Regions from separate parts of the Zea mays genome. Here region 2 is linked to region 1. The links are chromatin contacts, called in public Hi-C maps. All regions are on one chromosome and are shown on one strand. The core of a region is the stretch at or near the end of the contact, and the rest is flanking DNA. Distances in the headings are between cores, read along the strand shown.

Evidence for each region. Hi-C and Micro-C count contacts between places; a contact is called where the count stands out from the background.
Region 2: a contact with region 1 is called in a Hi-C map of bundle sheath, with 2.2 times the contacts expected there. The contact joins the promoter of LOC100279268 here to the enhancer-like site in region 1. A contact is called at or near these places in 3 of 25 Hi-C or Micro-C datasets (bundle sheath, leaf mesophyll and tassel).

Annotation. Positions count from the first base shown.
Region 1 is chr6:114,101,076-114,105,240 of Zm-B73-REFERENCE-NAM-5.0, forward strand. No RefSeq gene overlaps it. Among protein-coding and RNA genes, the nearest start is that of LOC100272642, 19 kb to the left of the region's middle. Within about 2 kb of position 2,061, at least 18 of the 20 cell types and tissues checked have an H3K27ac peak or open chromatin away from gene starts, as enhancers often do. A contact at or near this core is called in bundle sheath, leaf mesophyll and tassel, where this site is marked.
Region 2 is chr6:114,604,580-114,608,744 of Zm-B73-REFERENCE-NAM-5.0, forward strand. LOC100279268 (RNA-binding (RRM/RBD/RNP motifs) family protein) reads right to left here and starts at 1,680. Exons shown (of 6, transcript NM_001152289.1): 1 at 1,225-1,680; 2 at 1,072-1,112. The coding sequence starts at 1,523.

The sequences.
Region 1 (4,165 bases), core at 811-3,310:
AGTGTAGTCTGCTGCACTAGTTGTCTTTAACTATAGTTAGCTGGATGAGGCTTAACAAGTGCTTAGAACAAACCCCATTCAAAAAGATTTTGACTCTGAAAGTGTTTGGGAGGTTTTAGAGGCATTGGACCTTGATAATCACGGTCGTCGGATCAATGGAGATGGTCTGACGCCTCCACATAGAATGATAGAGAGAGCATGATCATCGTACCTTATGAACATGGTCGTCGAACTATTATGAATGAGTCTAGACAGAGTGTCCTAGCGTGCGTCAGACTAGTTTGACTAGGGTTGTCGGATCATACGGTGCAATTCATCCAAGCTTCTTTCTATAAGCGCGTCGAACCATACGATGTATGTGGAATACTCTAACAACTATGTTTGACACATGAAGGACACAATGACTGTTGTGTCTCGTTGGATCTAGGAGAATGGTCCAATGTCCGGTCGTCGGGTGGTCTGACAACTACAAATTTTGCCTAGAGTTATTATAATGACTAGTTGGTAGCTTAGAGGCTATAAATACACCCCAATTCATCCATTCTAGCCATTCTAACAGCTGAAGAAACCTATTTGAGTGTGAGCAAGAGACTTTGCCTAGTGAGAGACTATAGTTGATAATCACTTGATTAGCAGTCTCATTAACACATTGAGAGTAGCTAGTGCGTGCCCATTATTCTCATTAGCCTTGATAAGGTTAAGTGAGAAGTTTGTGCTTGTTACTCTTGATGATTGGCGTCATTTAGATGGTTCGATAGCAATCAGGAGTGCAACGACCATCTAGAGAGCTTGTGGGTGATCTAACTTAAGTTTGTATACGGTTGTGAGCGGTTTACCATGTTGAAGAGACGAAGAACTAGCTCATAGAAAACACTTGGTCCTTGCACAGGCCAAGGGGGTGCGACACTTCTTCGTGGGTGCTTCAACAAGGACTAGTGGAGAGTGTCAACTCTCTGATATCTTATCAAAATATCGAGACATTCTTAATCCTTTCTTTACATTAAACATTTATATTTGAGCAATTATTTTTAATCATTTACATTACTAGCGTTGCAATTATAGCATAGGATTGAAAAGGGCGCAAAACTTTTATTTACACAAATATGCATAAGGGTTGAACTTGATCTTGATTATAAGTTTTAATTTGTGCATATTTTTAGAGAAACCCAATTCACTCTTCCCCTTGAGCATCTTGATCCTTTTAATTGGTATTAGTGCCTTGTGCTTATTAAATTCGACTTTACTGCCTACAGTTAAGATGTTTGGTGGAGATAGACTTTCTCGCGTCTTTGAGGGAGACAAATTGATATGATCTTGATGGTTAGAGGGGGATGAACGGTATATAATTTTTTTTCTAACAAAGGACTATCACTAGAACTAGAGACAATATAGAAACTTATTTCTAGATCTAGTTCTAGCATGTTGCTTGCTTAGTAACAAAATGATAACAATAAGAAAGCTACTAGCAAGAACTAATACCAATATACACAAGTTCATGTAATAATGTAACACAATAAGAAGTAATAACAAGAATGACTTTGAATGTAAACCACATAGGGCAAGAGGTAGACCCAATATATATCTCTGGTTGCTTACCGACAACCTATCGTCCTAGTTCAGACGATTCATATGTTTATTAGTGTAATAAGCCAAGACCCACGTATGGCCCATTGGAATCACTCTAGAATAAATCTCAAACAAGCCACTATTTCACTAAAATTGATCTTTGTAAATCTCACGTAGGAACAAGAGCCCCTTACAATCCATATACGGCACCGAGCAAGAGTCTAAACATAAAAATAAGTTGTTAAGGGGTCTAAACATAATTGTTTTTTGGAAAAAAAGTTCAAAATACAAAAATTCGGTATATTTGCTCTGAGCTAGTCGAGTCGCCGCTCACGGCTCGGGTCTTCGTTCGTGCGTGGGGCACCAAAAACAACGGGCGACGCGCCAAATCTGTTCCTTTCCTGCCATCAATCGCCGTCCCTTTTCTGTCCAGCGTCCACGCAAGGAGGCAGTTGTCCGCACGTCACGCTCGATGGCTGTACATTTTACTGGTACGACTTTGCGAACAACGTAAGCGCTTACGCACGGGTGGATCGTTACATTACGGGCGGCCAGGGCCAACACCACATAGCGGAACTGCCACCCAGCGAGCAGCGAGAGGCTTAAAGGGATCAATATAGATTTTAATGGCATCGGAGAGATTGACTTTAAATTGAACTAACGGCGTTAACTTCAAACTAACGGTAATGACATTTAAAGGATTAAAATTTAAATTTGATGGTATTAAAGGGAAGCTATAAATTCTGATGGTATTGAAGGGATTAGTATAAGTTTGAATGACATTGAAGGGATTTTCTCTAACTTGAACTCGGGCCCAGAAACCAAATACATAGAAAACATCACATTTAATAGAAATTTCATCTATTCGCATCAAAACTTAACATAAATTCAATCCATTAACTAACTAGACATTCAAACCAACATAGAACAAGGCAAATAGGCAACAATATAGTCGTTAAATGTTTTGTAGCCTTAGTTCAATGTTGCCTAATTAAAAACCTTCCTAGGTAAAAAAAACTCACACATTGTGAGAAAATCCTAGGAAGGAAAAGAGTACAACTAACTCCTTAAATAGTTTATAAGGTCATACTTCTGTCCACATTCCATATGATCATATTACAGATAAGAGAACATAAATAGGTAGAAACAGAAAGAGAGAATAAGTTCAAGGTTGTTTGCTTCTTGAACTTTGTAATCCTGCTTCGTTTCTCTTATCTCCTCGTCCTCCTTGTTCCTTTCTTTTGCTCCCTGGTGATACTCGCTGCTCATCATCTAGGTACATAGCCTCAAAAGTTGCTTCAAGGTCATTGGTTTCCTTCTCCACAATATCTTGCTTGTGATGGTTAGCCAACTCCCAATCCTTGATACAGGAGATCACCTCCACCATGTCTGTTGTCAACCGTCGTCGTCGCTGTAAGGAAAATGGACCTCGGGCCATTTGGCTCAAAAGGTTTTGATGTTTGATGATCAACATAACCTATGGACTAATGCGTTTGCTAGTGTTTGTATTTATAGTTCACAGGATGCAAAGATGATTGGACTAAGACACTAAGGAAGCAACACCTCAAAAGAAGACATAAAAAGAGCATAGAAGTCTAAGACTCAAGAACAAAAGAAGCCCAAGGAATCAGTAAAGGAATCCATGAAGTGGGTAGTCAGCCAGTGCATTGGTGGTGCACCGTACAGTGAACAGTAACCTGTCCGGTGGGACATCGGACAATCTGTGCAGAGGGGCCCGCAGCGAGGCGCCCTCGGGCTGTAGCACCGGACTGTCTGGGTAACGTTCGGATCCAACGGTCGGCTGACGTGGCCAGGACATCGAACAGTGAATAGTGGATGTCCGGTGTGCACCGAACTGTCCGGTGCGCCCGTCGACAAAAAAGTTGCTGCTTGTGTCCAACGACTATAATTGTGGGGGAATGCTATAAATACCCCCAACCAGCCATTTGGAGGTGTGGGAGCCTAAGCAACATACCAAGGCATATTGTAGACATTTCCAAGTGCGCAAACACCCAAGTGCTTAATAGAATCACTCGGTGATTAGCGTAGGTGCTTTGCGAAGTGCTTAAGTTAGTTAGATCGCATTAGCGCTTGCTCTAGGTGAATCCTAGTCAGTTGAGTGAGTTTAGAAAAACCACACAACCCCTCGGCTCTTGCGTGAGCCATTGTAATTATATCGAGTGGGGCAAGAGTCTTGTGAGACCGTGCCAACCGAGTTTGTGTCATGGCTGCCACCATGTACTAGAGGGAACGAGGCTCGCGACGGTTTGGCCGAAAGCTCGATAGTGGAAACGACAGGGACCATCCGAGAGGAGCCGGAAGTGAAGCACCACTTGCGTGTGGAGAAGGCCTGTGGCTCTCTACGGAGTTACTCGACCGTGGTGCTTGGCCCTCGCGTGGGCTTCCCTTTGCGTAGGGGCACCAATGAGGATAGGCGGAACCTTGCGTGGTTCCAAATACCTCGGTAAAAATACTAGCGTCATCCACGAGAGTTTGCATCTCCACCTTGCTCTTTACCTTTCGCATTTATATAAAGCATTTAAGTTGCAATCTTGTCTTTAAAATTAGATTCTTTAGGATTGAAACTTAGACATTGCGG
Region 2 (4,165 bases), core at 430-2,929, 500 kb after region 1:
TTCAATTCTCAAATAAAAGACTTATATTTTCCAGTTCAACTACATGTCCTTAAATTATTAAAACGAAAGTCATTTCCTGTTTTCTAGTTCACACATCTATGCACAGAGTCACAATTATTATTTCTATGTTATCAAACAGATAAAAGCAGAATCACTCCTATCAATACACCAAATGAAGCCCAATCTGTATTGATCAAATGACATACAGTTCCAGAATAATTACACAAAATAAAGCATATAGATTAACAGTTTATTTAACATGACTGGTATTAATATGATCATCGCAGCACAAAAGGTAGCTCATCAGCATGAAAAACAATGGAGCAGACAAACATGGAACATCATCTCATAATCAGTTTAGTAATTAGACAAAGATTGTGTAGCAGCTGTCCTAAAAAAACCTAAATGTTGAGAATGACTATGTTTCTGAAATCCATTAAGTAGGCTGTCACAAAGCAACAAATATCAAACAGTAATGTTTTATATTACTATTCAGAATACACCAACAAGAAAACAAAGTATAGGCATGCTTCCATAAATACAATGGAGGGACATATACAAACTCTAGGCTTGCTTCCATCAATATAATGGAGGTAGCAGTAGCTCCCAATTCTAAGCTTTTACCACATACACTATCCTACCTAAGCAAGTTCATAGTGCATCAATGACTCAACCAACCCAATGCAGAACTTTATCAGTAACACATGAAAACAGAAAGAAAAAAACTACATCTTTTGCAGCACGACACCTTGCAGTGTATTTTTTTTCCTTTTATGCTAACAAAAAACAGGGCAGACCCAGTGTCAGAGGCTCTCATGTGAGTGGGGTCTAGAGAAGGGATAACCCGAGGCAAGCCTTCCACAAATGCGGAGATCTGCTTTGAACCCACAGTCTGGTGACTCAATGAGACAGCTTTCACCACTGCACCAGGCCTACCCTTCAAAACAGCTAAGAACTAATTTGCCTTTCTACTGTGTTGTTTACCCAGAATATATCGTGTGGTGTACAACATTTTACTTGATATAAACTAAAATAGCCTCATAGTTAGATCCCAAAAGAACTGCTCACTACCTTCAGTTGTCTCCCAAGCTACACCCCCTACGAAAATCTTCCTGCAAAAGCACATACGAGGATGCACCAAACCAAAACTATCAGCCACACCTAATCCATTCCAACAGACCGTACCATACGAAAAACCTAGATACCAATTACCAAGGAACTCACCCCGAGGCGTCACCGCCACTGGAATCTGCATCCCTCCCATCCTCGCCACCGGTATCAACATTCCCAACGGCCTTCGCTAAGCCCCGGCCTCCAACAACGCTTCTCGTCTCGGCCGCCATCGCCGCTGGCTCGGAGGCTACAGCCCCCTCGTCCGCTTCCCCCTCCCCGTCCTCCTCCTCCTCCTCCTCCTCCTCCTCCTCCTCCTCCTCGTACACCTCCTCGACTTCTTCAACCTCTTCTTCCTCCTCTTCCTCGTACCCGCTCATGGTGTTCTGGTTCTCTTCCCCGTACCCCGCCATGCCGCACCGCCGCGACCCGAAGCTCAGCTAAACCCTAGCTCCCAACCGGAGCTAGCTAGATTAGTGAATGGCAGCCTGTCGGAGCAGTAAAGTCTAGGTTTCGCGGCTGTCGGACCAAACCCTAGCGGCGGCGCTTCGGGTGTGTGCTGGACTTGGGGATGGGTGGGGGAGATGCCGGCGAGAGTGGAACCAGATGTTGCTAGTAGCTTTCGTGTGGCCCCCAGGCCCCAGGTGGGTAAAAAACCGATCCATTAACCGTACCCAATTTATCCAAGCCTGAATTAACCAAAGATCGGAACCCAAAATTATATTGAGTAAGTGCCTGTTTGTTTACCCCAATGAATTATATAATCTGGATTATTTTTGAAGGATTATATAATCTGGATTATATAATTTGGATTATATAATCTGAGTAGTCTTGTTTGTTTACCCAGATTATTTGACGTGTTTCTGTTGGACGGCGGGCTTCTTCGATCCGATAGGCGCAAAAACGATTCGGTAGATTATAATGACAATGGTGGGTAATTTCTAGGAAACTTGAAAGGGTAGTGGGGAAGTGAGAAAAAATAATCTGAAATAAGCACCTCCTCACTTGCTTATGGATTATCATAATCCAAGGGGTTAGATTATATAATCTAGGCAAATAAGCTAGACTGTTTGTTTGCATCTTAGAATTATTTAATCCAGATTATATAATCTGGGGGTAAACAAACAGGCCCTAAATCAGTTAACATATTCGGATACCCGAATTATCCAAAATTATATAGTATTTATGACATATAATATATGCTTATATGGACTGATGACTTTATGCGGACTCTTCAATGATTATCTAATGTATTATGTTTGCATGTGCAGACTTCTATTAGTTCTAGTTCAATCATTTATGTTTCTATTATACTGGACTGCAAGTTTTGTTCTGTATCAAGTAACATGTGATGTGGCACTGCTAACACTACGGATTTAATTTGTAATGTGTGAATTGTGAAGTTGAGATACTTGTGCAATTGAGGTGGTCTATTGATGTTGTAAGTTAATTATTTATTACCCTCATGTTGTGTTGAATCTAGTGATATATTGCATTGGGTGAACTCTGATTGGGTAAATCGAGATTACCCGAACCCGATTTTTTGGGTACCCAAATTTCGTGTACCCGCTTATTTTGGGTACACTTCGGGTAATGGTTTTTTAAAACCCGAATGACTCGACTTGAATTTTCGGGTAACTCGAAAGCCCACCCGTACGACTAGGTTCATAGGACACATTGGGTTCGCTTGCTCCGTTGAACATAGAGATGTGAATGAGAAATTTTTCATCGAGTTTGGACACCCCATTCTCATCCCATAGAGATATATGTATCCACATCCTCATACGCATATTCATCATGGGTATCAAGTTCCTAATAGATCCTTATCCCAACAAGAAAAGCATGATCATCCTATACCCATTGGCACTAGGGTGGGGAAGGGACAAAGGTTGGGCAATCGAGATGTCGAGCAAACTTGTGGTCCTATGGCGAAGGCGCGCTGGAGAGGAGGAGGCGGAGTCATAGGGGTGGGAGGGCAGCGACAGACTAGTGAACGGGGTGGTTGGGCACTTAAATTGGGTGGATATGTGCTTAAAAGGTTTAAGAAATGGTAGTGTTAGTTCTTATGCTTATTATCTATTGGTTTGCACACCTAATTTTACTAGGTAAATATTACCTATGGATAATCGAGTTCGGATGTTAGTTAGTGTCCGACGCCGGCTTCACCTCGCGGAATGTGGAAAAAATATTTCATGTCATTAAAAATTCTCTCTAAAGGCTATTTGCATGTGTATGAGTGTTTTAAGTAGTCACGTTACCATTATATATGCGAGCGTGTAAACTAGAGAGTATTTTCAGCAGACCACACATGCGGATGCACAAATAAACATGTGGAGAGGAGGCAAATCATAGATTTAGATGGTGTTTGGTTTAAGGAATCACTACATCTAAATTGAGGTGGTGTATTATGGGTTCATTCCTCAAATTTAGTGGGACGACCACATTCCTCATATTAGTATTAACTAACTAACTATGAGGAATGAGGTGGTGATGGATTAACTCATTTCATTCCACAAACCAAATAAAAATAGTGAGGTGTGAAAAGATGATGGACTAACTCATTCCTAAAACCAAACACTCTATTAGAGTATAGAAAGGGTGAGCGCATATTTTACATGTAGGCTTGAAAACTAAGATGGGAAAATCCTGTCCCGAGCGACACACGTTAAGCAACCATATATCGTTTTCTCAGGGAAAATGGAAAATTTTGGTGGGAATAGAACGAACTCTGGGGAGATTTTTTCTAGAATATTTTTCAAGTTCCCGTATTTATACATGAAATTTCCTGTTGATATTTATGTATTTAGAAGGCCTGACCAACATTGAGTCATTGGTGTTCTAGTTCTCACACGTTAAAGGCACACGTGTCACACCCGGATTTAAGGGGCAAACTCGGATGTGTCAAAAATGTGTGCTAGCATCAAGTCTCACATATATGATAACTCATGGTACAGAAATAAATATCACATCTTTACTATATAATAGAAGTTCTGTACAAAATAACTAAACAACTATATCATACGAAGATAACGATCCAGCAACCATAGTTGACTGA